Regions from separate parts of the Mus musculus genome. Here all the other regions are linked to region 2. The links are chromatin contacts, called in public Micro-C and promoter capture Hi-C maps. All regions are on one chromosome and are shown on one strand. Each heading gives the region's core, a stretch centred on a gene start, on an enhancer-like site or on the middle of the called end of the contact. The rest is flanking DNA. Distances are from core to core; before and after follow the strand shown. Region 1 overlaps Cbfa2t2 (CBFA2/RUNX1 translocation partner 2). Region 2 holds the start of Cdk5rap1 (CDK5 regulatory subunit associated protein 1). Region 3 holds the start of Necab3 (N-terminal EF-hand calcium binding protein 3).

The links. Hi-C and Micro-C count contacts between places; a contact is called where the count stands out from the background. Capture Hi-C pulls out chosen DNA fragments and counts their contacts.
Region 1: a Micro-C map of the G1E-ER4 cell line shows a contact between it and region 2, with 4 times the contacts expected there. The contact joins the enhancer-like site here to the promoter of Cdk5rap1 in region 2. A contact is called at or near these places in 7 of 39 promoter capture datasets (the 3T3-L1 cell line, hippocampal neurons, macrophages and 3 more), 3 of 484 Hi-C or Micro-C datasets (the G1E-ER4 cell line, muscle stem cells and myocytes), 9 of 115 datasets of contacts at active chromatin or transcription factors (astrocytes, bone marrow-derived macrophages, double positive thymocytes and 4 more) and 4 of 9 other capture datasets (adipose tissue, embryonic stem cells, liver and 1 more).
Region 3: a promoter capture Hi-C map of pancreatic islet shows a contact between it and region 2. The contact joins the promoter of Necab3 here to the promoter of Cdk5rap1 in region 2. A contact is called at or near these places in 15 of 39 promoter capture datasets (the 3T3-L1 cell line, the C10 cell line, the HPC-7 cell line and 8 more), 3 of 484 Hi-C or Micro-C datasets (embryonic stem cells, muscle stem cells and myocytes), 15 of 115 datasets of contacts at active chromatin or transcription factors (the SCID.adh cell line, bone marrow-derived macrophages, double positive thymocytes and 8 more) and 4 of 9 other capture datasets (adipose tissue, embryonic stem cells, liver and 1 more).

The regions. Positions count from the first base shown.
Region 1 is chr2:154,536,401-154,540,846 of GRCm38.p6, reverse strand. It overlaps Cbfa2t2 (CBFA2/RUNX1 translocation partner 2), which reads right to left. Exons shown (of 11, transcript NM_172860.2): 11 at 1,491-4,446. Among named protein-coding and RNA genes, the nearest start is that of 1700003F12Rik, 10 kb to the left of the region's middle. Within about 2 kb of position 2,271, at least 18 of the 459 cell types and tissues checked have an H3K27ac peak or open chromatin away from gene starts, as enhancers often do. A contact at or near this core is called in the G1E-ER4 cell line, where this site is marked.
Region 2 is chr2:154,370,167-154,374,322 of GRCm38.p6, reverse strand. Cdk5rap1 (CDK5 regulatory subunit associated protein 1) reads left to right here and starts at 1,604. Exons shown (of 14, transcript NM_025876.2): 1 at 1,604-1,642; 2 at 3,368-3,687. The coding sequence starts at 3,387.
Region 3 is chr2:154,555,641-154,560,115 of GRCm38.p6, reverse strand. Necab3 (N-terminal EF-hand calcium binding protein 3) reads left to right here and starts at 1,263. Exons shown (of 13, transcript NM_021546.3): 1 at 1,263-1,378; 2 at 3,035-3,059; 3 at 4,424-4,475. The coding sequence starts at 1,277. It overlaps E2f1 (E2F transcription factor 1), which reads left to right. Exons shown (of 7, transcript NM_007891.5): 7 at 1-716.

The sequences.
Region 1 (4,446 bases), core at 1,022-3,521, 170 kb before region 2:
TACATAGGTGCTGTCTTGGCAACAGGCTTAGTTGTTTGGGAATTCCCATGGGATCCCTTTGGCCAACAGCTCAATTAGGTGTAACACAATCCCAATCCTGGAAATTTCATTTGGTGAAGAGCCAGCTGGGGCTCTCCCTCATTATCTGGTGATTTATTTAGCTCACCTTCATATGCATGTATTTAGGAAGCTCCTACTGTATTAGGTTTCCATACAACTCTTCAAATGGCTCTTCATTCTAGCTCTTCTCCCCTCTCCGCGTGATGCTTCTGTTTCAGCCTTCACCCAATCCATTCACATCTATCCTATTTCCCCTTCCCAATGAGATCTGTCCCCGAGCCTTTCCCTTACTGTATATTTAACTTCTGTGGTTCTTTGGATTGCAGCTTGATTATCACTGACTCGACAGCTAATTCTCACATATACCACTTGGCTCTTCTGATCATATTTCACCCTCACAACCCAGGGATGGGCACTGCTAGCAACTCCACATTACAGGAGACAGGTGTGCACAGTTACATGCTTGCTCTGGTGCTTTCGAGTATGGAAGGCATTGAAGTGGGCATCCTTGGGTGGCAGCATCTTAGCTAAAGTAGGGACATCGATGAAAGGTTCTACTTTGTCCCACAGTGTGCCAAAGCCGAGACTTGGGGTCCAGGGGTATCAAAACAAGGTAGTGTTAAGCACAAGACTTGGGGTCCAGGGGTATCAAAACAAGGTAGCGTTAAGCACCAAAAAACCGCAGAATGCCCAGCTGTCCTGAAATTCCCTAAATGTACCCAGAAAACACCATTGACCTCAAGGGATAGAGGTGGTCGCAGAAAACATAAAGCTGCCCAAGGATTGCCCTGGACATGAGTTAGCTCTCAGACGGAAGCAGAAGCAGAAGCAGAAGCAGAAGCAGCAGGCCCTGTTTTGTCCTCCAGAGGGCACTTGATACTAGAAAATGGAGCTGAATGAAGCCTGGAAGAAAAGTATTGCCTCAGGTCACACAACCTTAAGCATCAGTGAAATTAAGATTTAATGCCAGTAAAGGACATAAAAATCCCACAAGCTCAAGTATGTTAATGTTGAAATGTTGTAAGGAAATAACAGTTACTTGGGAAAAATATTCATGTCCATTCTGTGGCTGAATGTTATTACTAAAAGATCACTCAGTGGGGAGGAGTGTGAGAAACCAAGGATATCTCTGTTATTGCTGTCACTGCTGCCACAGCATGGTCACCTTGACACAGAAGATGGCTGCAACTAGCATCATGGTGGGGTTCTACAGCAAGCATTCCAGCCCTTCTTGTCCCTACCCCTCATGCCATGATCTTTTGGTCATAGCAAGGATGCTTAGAGCCCCACTGCCCCTTCACCAAAGACCTGGGGGTGGGGGAGGGAAGAGTGAGTGTCCACGTGTGGTGCTCGACAATACCAGAGGCTGCAGCTAGTCATATGGCATTTGTACTCCACCACTGTGCTACCTTCCCCAGGTCTGGTCCAGCTTGAGTCAGAAAAGGAATATAGCATTTTTATTAACTACTTTAAGTAGAACAAACTAAATACATATTTAACAGTTTTGGTTCATTTATACAGTACATTAAATAAGTTATGCACAGAGTTAAGTAACAAAAGTTCCTACTGAGTCAAATGACAAAGCACAGAAAAACCAGACTCAAATGCATCCTGCGGGTGGCTTCACATTCATCACCCGCCTCTGCAAACCATGCTTGCAGGATTGGCTTTTATTTACATTATTGGTTTTCTGTATGGATGGAGCCTTTGTAGCCTCATTAGGAACTTGGAAAGCCACAGGAGTGGAACGAAGGCCTTATTATCAAACAGCCCTTTAATCATTCACTGAATTGTTGCAGCTTCTTCCTGGGAACCACAAGGCAGGGACTGGGCTGTCCCTGGCAGACACCAGCTGCACATGCCCTTTTTGGTATAAGCATTGACAGTTTACACTGGGCAGCTGGAGGCCTGATAAGACGGTGTCTGAGCGGGAAGTGCCACCTCTTGGGCTGTGGAAGGAGATGGTAGAGTAAATTATCAGCCACCATCTCAGCTTCCTCCTGGCTCACACTGGCTCCATCATCTTTGGAAATGGGTGTCAACATGAGGCAGAAGCAGGTAGTCAGCATTTTGGCTTTAAAGGAATATACTTGAGTGGCCAGGGTCTGCTAAGCAGCTGCTGGATCAAGGATCTTCCACAGCTGGCCATCTGGTCCACAATGGCCAGTTCAGTTCCTTCTGGCTTTTCTCACATTTGGTTCAAACATGCCACCACCCAGTTCTCTGCAAATAGCTAACATTCATCAAAGTACACTGGCTTAGTCTCCTGAGCCAGGAGCCTGGAAACCTTGGTTCCAGTCCAGTTCTGAAGTAAGCCTCCAAGACGTGTCCTATTTGTAAAGGTTTATTCAACCCACAATCCTGTCTGCAGTTTTCAGAACGAAGGCCATCTGCTCACTCCTTATGCTCTAGGGAGAACCACTAACACACACTTGCAGTTGTGTTGAGGCCTCACACACCTGCTGAGATAGTTTCCAGAACCACTCAGAAAAAAATGTCTTCACTCTCTCTGAGAAGGTGACAAGAAATGACGGTAAAGCTGACATCAAGATTTGAAGCACTCCCTGGGGATCAAATGGGTAAAGGAGTCTACATTACAGAAGACTGACAGCCAATGCCTGGATAGACCTCGGGGGGCCAGACAGGTTATTCCATGGAGACCCATGGCTGCACATAACTTAGCACCTTAGGAGAAAGCCACTCACAGCCTGCGCCCTCACCTCCACCTCCCTGCATGAGCCAATCTGAAGCTGCAGGGCCCTTCAATGAGTCTCTGTGGGATAAGTCTCCTGTAACTCAGGCTTGCTATGCAGCTATGGATAACCTTAAACTTCTGGTCCTCCTGCTTCTACCTCCTAAGTGTTAGAGGATTACAGGTATGTGCCACCATGGCTGGTGTATGCCACACTGGGAATGAAGTCCATGCTACCAAATAAGCCATGTCCCAAGCTAGCTTCAACAAGTCTTCATTTGCTGGAGCGAGGACTGGTGTGCAGAACTCCCAGTTTGGCTACTTTTGTTATTTACTTCCTGAAATTTTATCCCTCACTTGGTACAGAATGACCAAGCCCTGACTACTTTTCTTCCTCAAATAGTTACTGCAGAGGCCAGACTTGTGAGCAGCCTGAAGCTCTATGTTCACTCCCAGCCTGGTGGCTCATATAAGCAGACTTAGAAACAAAGCGGTGAGCCAGGAATCACTTGTAGCTCCAGCTCCTACTGCTGCTGCTCCTGCCTAGGGAGGAGTTGGAGAACTGCAGAAAGGAACTCCTTAAATCTGAAAAGTCCTAAACAGATGTCACGTAAGAGTGATGCTGAAGCCGGGCCATGGTAGTGCATGCCTTTAATCTCAGCACTTGGGAGGCAGAGGCAGGCGGATTTCTGAGTTCAAGGCCAGTCCGGTCTACAGAGTGAGTTCCAGGACAGCCAGGGCTACACGGAGAAACCCTGTCTCGAAAAACCAAACCAAACCAAACCAAACCAAACCAAACCAAACCAAAAACAAAACCCCGAGAGTGATGCTGACCAGAGGCAAGATAGAGACAAGTCTGAGAACTGAACTATATAGTGTAAAGTACTGTCCGAGTGTGTAGACAAACCTGGGTAGGACACAGAAGCAAAGCAGTCCCCAACAGCACTATAGAAACTCAGAATCGGACAGGCCAATCACACAGCCCACAAAGGTAGGCTAGATTTTGTAACCCAGTTTGCTGTACAAACTGATCTCCAACCAGGTAAGTAGTAATGTATTGGTTCTAGCTCTTTATTCCAACTATCTGGAGTAGTTCTGTGGCAAAAAAATTTAACACTTAAAGGGTGTTCATCCATTTTACTACTGAGTAACTGACCAGGGCACACCAGGAGACATTCTCATGTTCACAGAAGCTCCTGATCTGCCCGAAGTTTTGTGTCTGAGTATGGACAAGTGCTGTCTGGTACTAACTCTATCTAGTAAGTCAAAGTTGTCCCCACTAGACTGATGGGATGGGACCAGGGAGGCCAGGCTGTACTAAGCTGTCTGGCAAACAGTGGGTCTTGGGTATTCTATGCTAAAATAACATGATTTTAAAGGTCTACTTTCTAAGTCTGAGAACCCTTGTTCCAATGAGATAGGAACTCAGTATTTTTAAATCAGCCTTAACTGTGTGCAAAGACACTAAATCCATACTTTTATGGGGCAAGTGTTAGTATTCAGACTTGTTCTTCAGACTTGTTCATTGTACAAAAAGTGACCACAGCTTCCAAAAGCCAACAGGATCAAAGGCAATGACTTATCCCAATTGACTGCACAGGGCAAAACGATTCTGGAGTATACTGAGTGGCCGATGCAAGGTGCTGACAACTAATAAACTTTAGATGGCAAGGAAAAGATGTGAGCAGTACTTG
Region 2 (4,156 bases), core at 355-2,854:
ATACATAAACACATAAATGAAAACAAAACAAAACAAAACAAAACAAAACAAAACAAACAAAACAAAACGACAAAAGCCCATTGGCAAAGAGGAAGGCTGGGAATGCCCCCCACTCCTTCCCTCCAAACCCAGTCTCTTGATGAGAGTCATGACAGGAAGAGGCCAGGAGGGGGCGCCTCTTTGCTACTCATTCTATGCTTGTAGATTTTTGAACTGTCCACCTGCAGTTTGTGCTTCAACCAAATGTTTTACACTTAAATGTCTCACACTTTAAAACTAATATTTATGGTGAAGCTTGGAAAAAACACTTATGCTACATAGGGTGGTTCTGACCCCAGGGCTCCGATCTGGCTGAATCCTGTTCTCAGCATTTTCTTGAGTGTAGGGACTATGGGTTCGGTCTGGGGGAGAAGAGGTATTTTGGCTAGAGTCAACAGGGAAGGGAGAATGGCTGAGAGGGCCAGGGCAGGAATGTGACAGGAGTAGGGTAAGGAGGTAGTGAGGAACAATTAGGCTGTTCAGGGCCATCTGGGAGATCCAGGAAAGACGAGGCCGTTCAGAGCTAGCCACAGAAACCACTGGTTAGCCTCTTTTCTATTTTTTTTTACATTTATTCTATTCCATCTGTCTGTCTGCCTGTCTGTCTGTCTATCCATCATCTACGAAATTTTACTATGTAGCTCTTTCTGGCTTCGAATTAGCCTGCCTTTGCCTCCTGAGAACACCGAAGTGTGCTACAGCGTCCTGAGACGTCTGTGTGTGTGTGTGTGTGTGTGTGTGTGAGAGAGAGAGAGAGAGAGAGAGAGAGAGAGAGAGAGATGTTGCATGTCCCATGGCCTATCTGTGAAGTTCAGAGGGCTTGTGGGAGCCAGTTCTCCCTTCACCTTGTGGGTTCTGGGGATTAGACCCCAGGTCGTCAAACAGCAAGTGTCCTACATGCTGAGCCATCTCACCAGCCCCATGGTGGCCCTTTTCTTAAAGGGTCTGGTGAGGAGAGGGAAGGAAAGTACATATGGCAGGAGGGAGCTAACGGGTGACAGGCTTGAGGAGAAGTCAGAGCTCCTATTTTCCAGGGGGCAGAACACCCCTAAGAATCCCTTACTCTCTTGGGGCAAGGGCAGATACAGACTCTGAGACTGCCCACCTGTTTGTTTGTTTGTTTGTTTTTCTAATTAAAAAAGATTTATTATGCATAATAGTACAGTGTCGCGGTCTTCAGACACACCAGAAGAGGGCATCCATCGGATCCCTTTACAGATGGTTGTGAGCCACCATGTGGTTGCTGGGAATTGAACTCCAGACCTCTGGAAGAGCACTCAGTGCTCTTAACCGCTGAACCATCTCTCCAGCCCGCCTACCTGGTTTTAAGCTTTACTTAACTTTTTTTTTTGGGGTGGGGTGGGGTGGGGGTGGGGGGCGGTATTAGCATTTAAAGAAGTAGTAGGTCTCACGGCTTTATTTTTCAAAGCCAGGGTCCTGGGACTCGAAGCCGGCAGGAAACACTACCATTAGAACACCGCGGGCGAAAGTCACGGCGGAACAGAAGTTGCACGCCTAGGCGCGCAGCGGAGGACTCCTGAGAAGGGAACCCACGCAGATCGACAGTTTCCGGTTTCGGACGCGGACCTTGCAGTTGTGGGAGGTGAGAGGCTTGAGATTGAGTTTAGTGTCCTGCGGGTGACCCGCGGTGGCGCAGGGCGGGCTCGCACCGTCCAGGAAAAGCCAGAAGCGCTAGGAGAAGGTATCACTGGGCAGTGTTAGGCCTTGAGTAGGACCGCTGCGAGTGTAGCTCAGCCCCGCTGCCGGCTCTTGGCCAAGTCACAGCGTCCTTCTAAGCCCTAGTATTTGCCCTGTGAAGCAGAGATGGGGTCTGATAGACCTCGGAGAGGGGCTACGGGGCTCACGCAGTTGCCGCCGCCACGCCTAGCACTCACACGCTTGGATGTGGTAGGTGGTTCCGCGCTGTGCTGTGCAAAAACTTGAAGCTTTTGATCCTTCCACCAGGTTCGTCAGAAAGGACCGTTCCCCACCCCAACACTCATACATGAAGACGCGCCCAGAACCCGGCCAAGGTCCATGCTTTGAAATGAAGTGTGGGCTGCTAGTGAATGATTGTGAGCCACCACTTGGTTGCTGGGAATTGAACTCAGGCTCTGGAAAAGCAGTCAGTGCTCTTAACCACTGAGCCACTGCTCTAAGTCCCCCCCTCCCCCAATCTAAGTTTTTAATGTGTAATTCTTATAACATCTGGCAAGGGGTAAGGTCCTATTGTACTTTTTTTTTTTTTTTTTCCAAAATGGATATGACATTTGTAGTCCAGAGGTGGAAATTTGACTTGTAAAAACGTGGTCACACAACAATTAAAGGGCAGAAGTAGATGATTTGAAAGCTCACACCTGGGCTGTTAAGATGGTTCACATACCATAATATGCATAAAAATAAAAATGTGAAAAAAATTAAAACTCAAACCAAAAGTCTCCTCTCCGACAAGAGAGTAGGTTGGTGTTTTTTTTTTTAATTACATTTTATTTATTTGGTTTTTGTTCCTGTGCTCATGCACATGAATGTGCCATACATAGTGTATGTGTAGAGATAGAAGAATCTATGGAAAAGAATTCTTTCTACTGTGTGGCTTTCAGGGAGTCAGGCTTGGTGGCAGGTGCCTTCATCCACTAAGCCATGTCACTGAGCCGCCTTTATTTATTTTCACCTGTAAATTAGAGATATAATATATTTTAAGAGCCCTCACTGTTGTCCAGGCAGTCCTGGGCTCAAATGATCTTCCTGCCTTAGCCTCCCAGGTTACTGGGAATATAGGTTTACCATGTTTAGATTAAGGTAAACTATCATAAAACGTACCTTAAGGGAGGTGGTGGTGCACACCTTAAATCTCAGCACTCAGGAGGCAGAGACAGGCTGATCTCTGAGTTTCAGGCCAGCCTGGTCTACAGTGCAAGTTCTAGGACAGTCAGAGCTATACAGAGAAACCCTGTCAAAACAAAACAAAACAAAACAAAACAAAACAAAACAGTACCTTGGAACTGGGTTGTGATTCTGGCATTTGGAAGACTGAGGTGAGAGGAATGAGAAAAGTTGGAGGTCAGTATGGACTTCATAGGAAGATCTCAAAAAACAAACAAACAAACAAACAAACCTAACCTCACATAACCTCACAATCTGCCCAGCCTGGACTACGTAGGAAGTTGAGTTCCAGGCCAGCCCAGAATAATCCTGAGATTAAGTCTCAACATCTCTTATGAGCCCTGCTCCCCCCAAAAAGCATTTTTCTGTTTTAGCGAGGAGGAGTGTCCAGAGCAGTCCTGTATGGAGTGTGCCGTAAATACTGGTGTGTTTCATTCCTTTGCAGATTTGGGGCTGCAGGTGCCATGCATCCTTTACGGTGTGTCCTCCAAGTACAGAGGTTGTCAGCACCATTCACCTCCATGTGCTGGGTGTTGCTTAGGACCTGCAGAGCACAAAGCAGTGTGTCCAGCACTCCTTGTCCCAGTCCAGAGGCGAAGAGCTCAGAAGCTCAGAAGGACTTCAGCTCCAGGCTAGCCACTGGACCGACTTTTCAGCATTTTTTAAGAAGTGCTTCAGTTCCTCAAGAGAAACCATCTTCTCCAGAGGTGGAGGACCCACCTCCCTATCTCTCGGGGGATGAACTTCTAGGAAGGCAGAGAAAAGGTTGGCTTTATTTTTTCCCTTTGGCTTCCTTGCTCCACTGCAGCCTCTGTGGCCTGATTGCTTCTGCTGTTCTCTTACTACATTCTTGGCTTTAGGAAGTTGATAGTGTGGGCAGGTTGATTAATATAAAACCATCAGAGCCCACGAAGTAGCATTACTCTAAAGAAACTGAAGGGCTGGGCTGGGGGAGAGTTGTGTGGTGGAGTGGTTGCCTAGCATCTGTGATGCTCTGAGCTCCATCCACAGCATCCTCATCTCCTCAAGAAAACACTCAAAGCTGTGCACACGTGAATTGTAGTCCACTCCCTGGTTATGTATGGAGATACTGCAATCCCCGTTTTAATTAAAATTTTTAGGATTGCATTTAAATTACATCATTTATTGTCAGTGTGCGGCAGCTGTGGAGGTCAGGGCATAACTTGTGTTGTCTCCTTCCACCATGTGAGTTGAGAGGTTAAAAGTCAGGCTT
Region 3 (4,475 bases), core at 14-2,513, 190 kb before region 2:
CTGGGTTTGCAGGGCAGCAAGAGCACTGCTTAAAAGTTTTCCGATCGAAGCTTTAATGGAGCGTTTATTTATTTATCGAGGCCTCTGGCAAGCCTGGGGGGATAAGCAAAGGGTGGGGGGCATGGGTGATACCTTAAGTCCCTGTTCTCTGAAGCAAGGGCAGGATCCCTACCCAAGAGTTGCTGAGGCCCAAGCAGTTTATTTATTGGGAAAGGGAGAGGGAGACAGACTGACAGCCATGGATGGGCTGGAGAAACAGTCCCTTTGTACCAGTACTCCAGCCGCATGTATCCAGGGGATCTGAGATGGGGAGGGTACGTGAGGGCCTTGGCTGACTGCGGCCAGGAGGGGTGGGTATGCGTCCTTCCTATGGCTGGAGTGCTCCTCTGCTGTCCTCCCCACCCTCCAGTCTGCACTTTGATTTGTTTCCTAACAGTTCTGTTCCCTCCTGCTTTGATTTTAATAAATGTTTTGATGGTGTTAGGGCTGGGTTTGAAACTCTCCGCCAGCCAGAGTGAGGCTAGTGTTGGAGGGAATGTTCACTCCCTCTTCCTATCTGACTTAATTTCCTTTCAGTTTGTAACCCCTTGAGAAGAAAACTGACCCAATGGTGGGTAGGGAGTTATGCTTGGGACCTAAGTACAGAAGAGGGAGCGTCAGAGTCAGCTTGCTGTGCACCTTCTGAACATTAGTAAAGATGCAACACAGTGAACTGTGTTTGTGTCGAATGCTTTCCTGTGTGTATGTGCGTGGGCCTACGCTTGCAGCTGCTGTTCCCTCCCTATAGGCCTTGTAAGTAGAAGACCAGGGAGAGTTTCCTGAAAGGTGCTGGGGCAGAGATCTGGGAGAAGGAAGGGGTGATTGGCAATCCATGACTTGTGTTAAAGCATAGATGGAAGTCCTCTGAGCTGAGCATCTACAAAGCTTACTTCTTTACAACCTGGGGGCTAAGGGGGAAGGCTATTATCCTCATTTGACAGGGAAGTGCAGATGTCCAGATATAAAACGCTTGTGGGTCTGATCTATTAGGGCTCCTGCACTTAGAGCTTTGCCTGCCCACACCCGACTGGGTGGAGCGCCGGTTCCTGTGGGACTCCTGGCAAGATGTCATTGCCAGTGACTTCTGGGGTGACTCCTTTTGGAAGCCTCTTCCAGGCGGGGAAACCGAGGCCAGGTGGGGGCGGGGCCATGCTTGGGCCAATGGGCGCGCGCCCCGCCCCCAGCCAGCCTGGGCGGCCTGGTAACCGCAACCCGCAGCCTTGCAAGCCTCCGAGCCATGGCGTGCGCCGGGCTGCTTACTGTGTGCCTGCTCGGGCCACCTGCGCCCCAGCAGCCGCGACACTCTGCGCCTGCCGCGGGACACGCGCTTTTCCAGGACGTGAGTGGGGCACCGGCGGGCGGGCATCAGGCTCCCTAGGTCTCAGTCTTCCATGTCCCTGTCTCTCCCTCCACATCTGTTGGTCCTGCTTCGGTCCCTCTCCTAGACTATCTGTGACCCTGCTGTTGTGATCCTCCTGCCTTTTTGTCTTCCTGCCATTGCATTTCTTGTGCTGTCTGTGCCGCTCCGTGTCTCTCCTTGTCTCTCAGCAGTACTGCCCCTCACCCTAATTGTGTCCACTGGGGCTGGGGACTGCCAACACTCAGTCACAGCAGCCTGCTCCATGGCAGCCCCGGCTGGGCTGATAGGACAGGGGAGCCTACCTAGACCTTGAAGGAGCTCTGTCCTGCCCCGGAAGCCTCAGGCCTGATCAAGGGTGGCAGAGTCTTACAGTTGGTAAGGGACTCCTCTCATGGGCAGCAGGTGGCCTTGAGCCCCCTTTTGTAGATGTAGAGCATCCTACCCTGTCTCAGATCGCTGTGCAATCTTCCTGTGCTACCTTACCTAGCTAGAGGCAAAACTCCAAGTGCAGGAGCCCTAGCTCTGAGCGCCTCTCTTTCCCCCTTCTACTATGTGCTCAGCAAGTCCTGGCTCTCTTCTGCCCCTATTCTAGAAGTCCCTGCCAGTGTAAGAGGCTGTTGTGCCCCCTCCCCAATGCCCTAGTGACTCAGCACCTTGACCATGGTCCTTCAAGCCTGAGGAGGCATGTTTCAGGTCAGGAGGCACCCTGGGGTATGAATGGAGTATCTTCATTCAAGCTTAGCTCTCCTGCCCCACTCCCATCCAAATTACCCCAGCCCGGCTGCGTTGAGCTGCTGTGTGATCCCAATCCAGTAGCAGCCCTTTCTCTGAGTCAGCCTAAGGGTTATATTGGTTGATTAGCCTAGTGACCCTGAGGGAGTTGGGTGGAAGAGTTTAGCATTCAGGACCCTGGGCTCTATGAGTTCTGTCTAGGCTTTGAACTTGTCTGTTTCATCATTGCCTCTACAAATAAAATCTACGGGCCGTTGCCACCCTCCTTGTTCCTTACACAAATGTGTACACACAGATGCCCACAGTCTTCATGATGAATTGGCCTTATAAGAGGTCCCAGCCCTGAAAGGGTTAAACTCTAAGCTGCTCCCTCACATACTAGTGGGAAAACCAGAACACCCAAAATAAGCAGGCACAAGGGAAAGAGCCTGTTCAGTGAGGGTAGGTGGAGAATAGTGTGTGGACTTGGGAGAATACCCATAAAGTCAGGGTGGGGGAGGGGTGGGGAGGGAAACATTCAGATCTGATATGGCTTCCAAGGCTTCTCAGGAAGATTCTTAGCCCATCTGTCCAACCTTCCTCAAGCTGGGAACATGCCAAAGGCTGCTACATCAGAGCCAACTCGGGCTTGACTCCAGCTGTGGGAGGTGAAGGTACAGAGAGCTGGCCAGGAGCACCCACCCACCGTGAAGCCAGCCCTACAGCAGGAGGGAGTCAGCACTAGGGCTTGCTGTGAGAGCTTCCTGTGCTACCTTGCTGGAGACTCCTGCAGGACTTCCCTGAGCAGGGTGAAGGCGATGCAGGGGGGCTGGCTGCCAAGCTGGAGCCCCACTGGCTTGGGAGGGGCACCCCTATCTCCCTGGCTCCCCTCACAGTGCCCACTTATTTCCCTTTGTCCCCTAGGTTTTCCGAAGAGCAGACAAAAATGGTGAGTGGTTTCTTCCCTTTGGGTCCCACAGTGTGTGTGTGTGTGTGTGTGTGGGTGTGTGTGTGTGTGTGTGTGTGTTGGGGGGGCAGAATGTGAGAGTCAGGGACTTGGGAGGTATAGTGGGGCGGGGGCAGGGTAGAAGAGCTAGGGACTTGGAGGTACAGCTTGAAGTCTCGAGAGCTCAAAATGGGGGATCAAGCAAGCAACCCTTCCTGGAGTGTACAGAATAGGGAGTGGGAAGTGTGGTTTGATCTGAGGCTGGAGGTGGGGGCTTATGTTAAGACATTACTCTAGCTCAGTGATGGTAGTGTTGTAAGATGTCCTTACAACAGCTTTCTAGGTGGGAATTCTTCATTCCATTTCACGGTAAAGGAGTGGAGGTTCAGAGAAGTGAGTCAGTTGTGGGCCTGGGATCCAGACTTGTGTGGGACATCACCCCAGGCTCCCTGAATGAGGGGCAGGGCACTCATCTGGCCTTCACTTTTCCTTTCCCTGGGCCTGCAGGCTCTTGTTTCAGCCTCTTTGTGTCCCCAGCGCTTGCCCTTTCATGGGTCTCTTCACATTGGTGCAGACCATTAACTTAACAAACATGCTCATGCTGGATGATAGTGGTGCATACCTTTAAACCCAGCACTCGGGAGGCAGAGGCAGTGGATTTCTGAGTTTGAGGCCAGCCTGGTCTACAGAGTGAGTTCTAGAACATCCAGGGCTACACAGAGAAACCCTGTCTTGGGGGGGGGGGGGCGAGAAAGAAACCCAACACCCTCCCCCAAAAGATACCTGCTCCCAATACCTTCTGCTATAGAGGCTCAGACCCTCCCCATCTTGCATATCATTTAGACAGTAAATCCCATTGCCATTTTATCCTTCCACTCTCTGCCTCTGCTTACATGCCCCCATGAGGGGAGCTCACTCTCGTCCCAGCCAGTCTGCAGCTTTGTAGAGTCTGGCTGGTGGGTAGGCTTTGCATGCTTCTCTGTGACTTCCTAGAAAGGTCCTGGGGTCAGAACATGGAGGTCTCTTCTACCCTGGGGCAAGACTAGTTTCTGGGGCCAGGGACTGTACCCGTAAGTCCTAAGCTGTGTTCTGATGTGTTCCAGGCTGTTCTCTTACATTTCCATTTGGCAGACATTGAATCCCTACCAAATGTATCCTGTACAAGGTGGGCCCTGTTTCTTTCAGCATATACTTTTTGGAGGACTCTTGTCCTTTTGTTCAAAACAGTCTGGGCCTCCGCTGGAGTCAGAACCCTAGGCTATCTGGCTGAGTGATTGTGAATGTTGCTGGCCTCTGAGGAGCCTGGATAGGGGGACAGGATGTAGCTAGGACTTAAGGATAGCAACACCACGCCTGTCTCTCCCCAGATGATGGTAAGCTCTCGTTTGAAGAATTCCAGAATTACTTTGCTGATGGGGT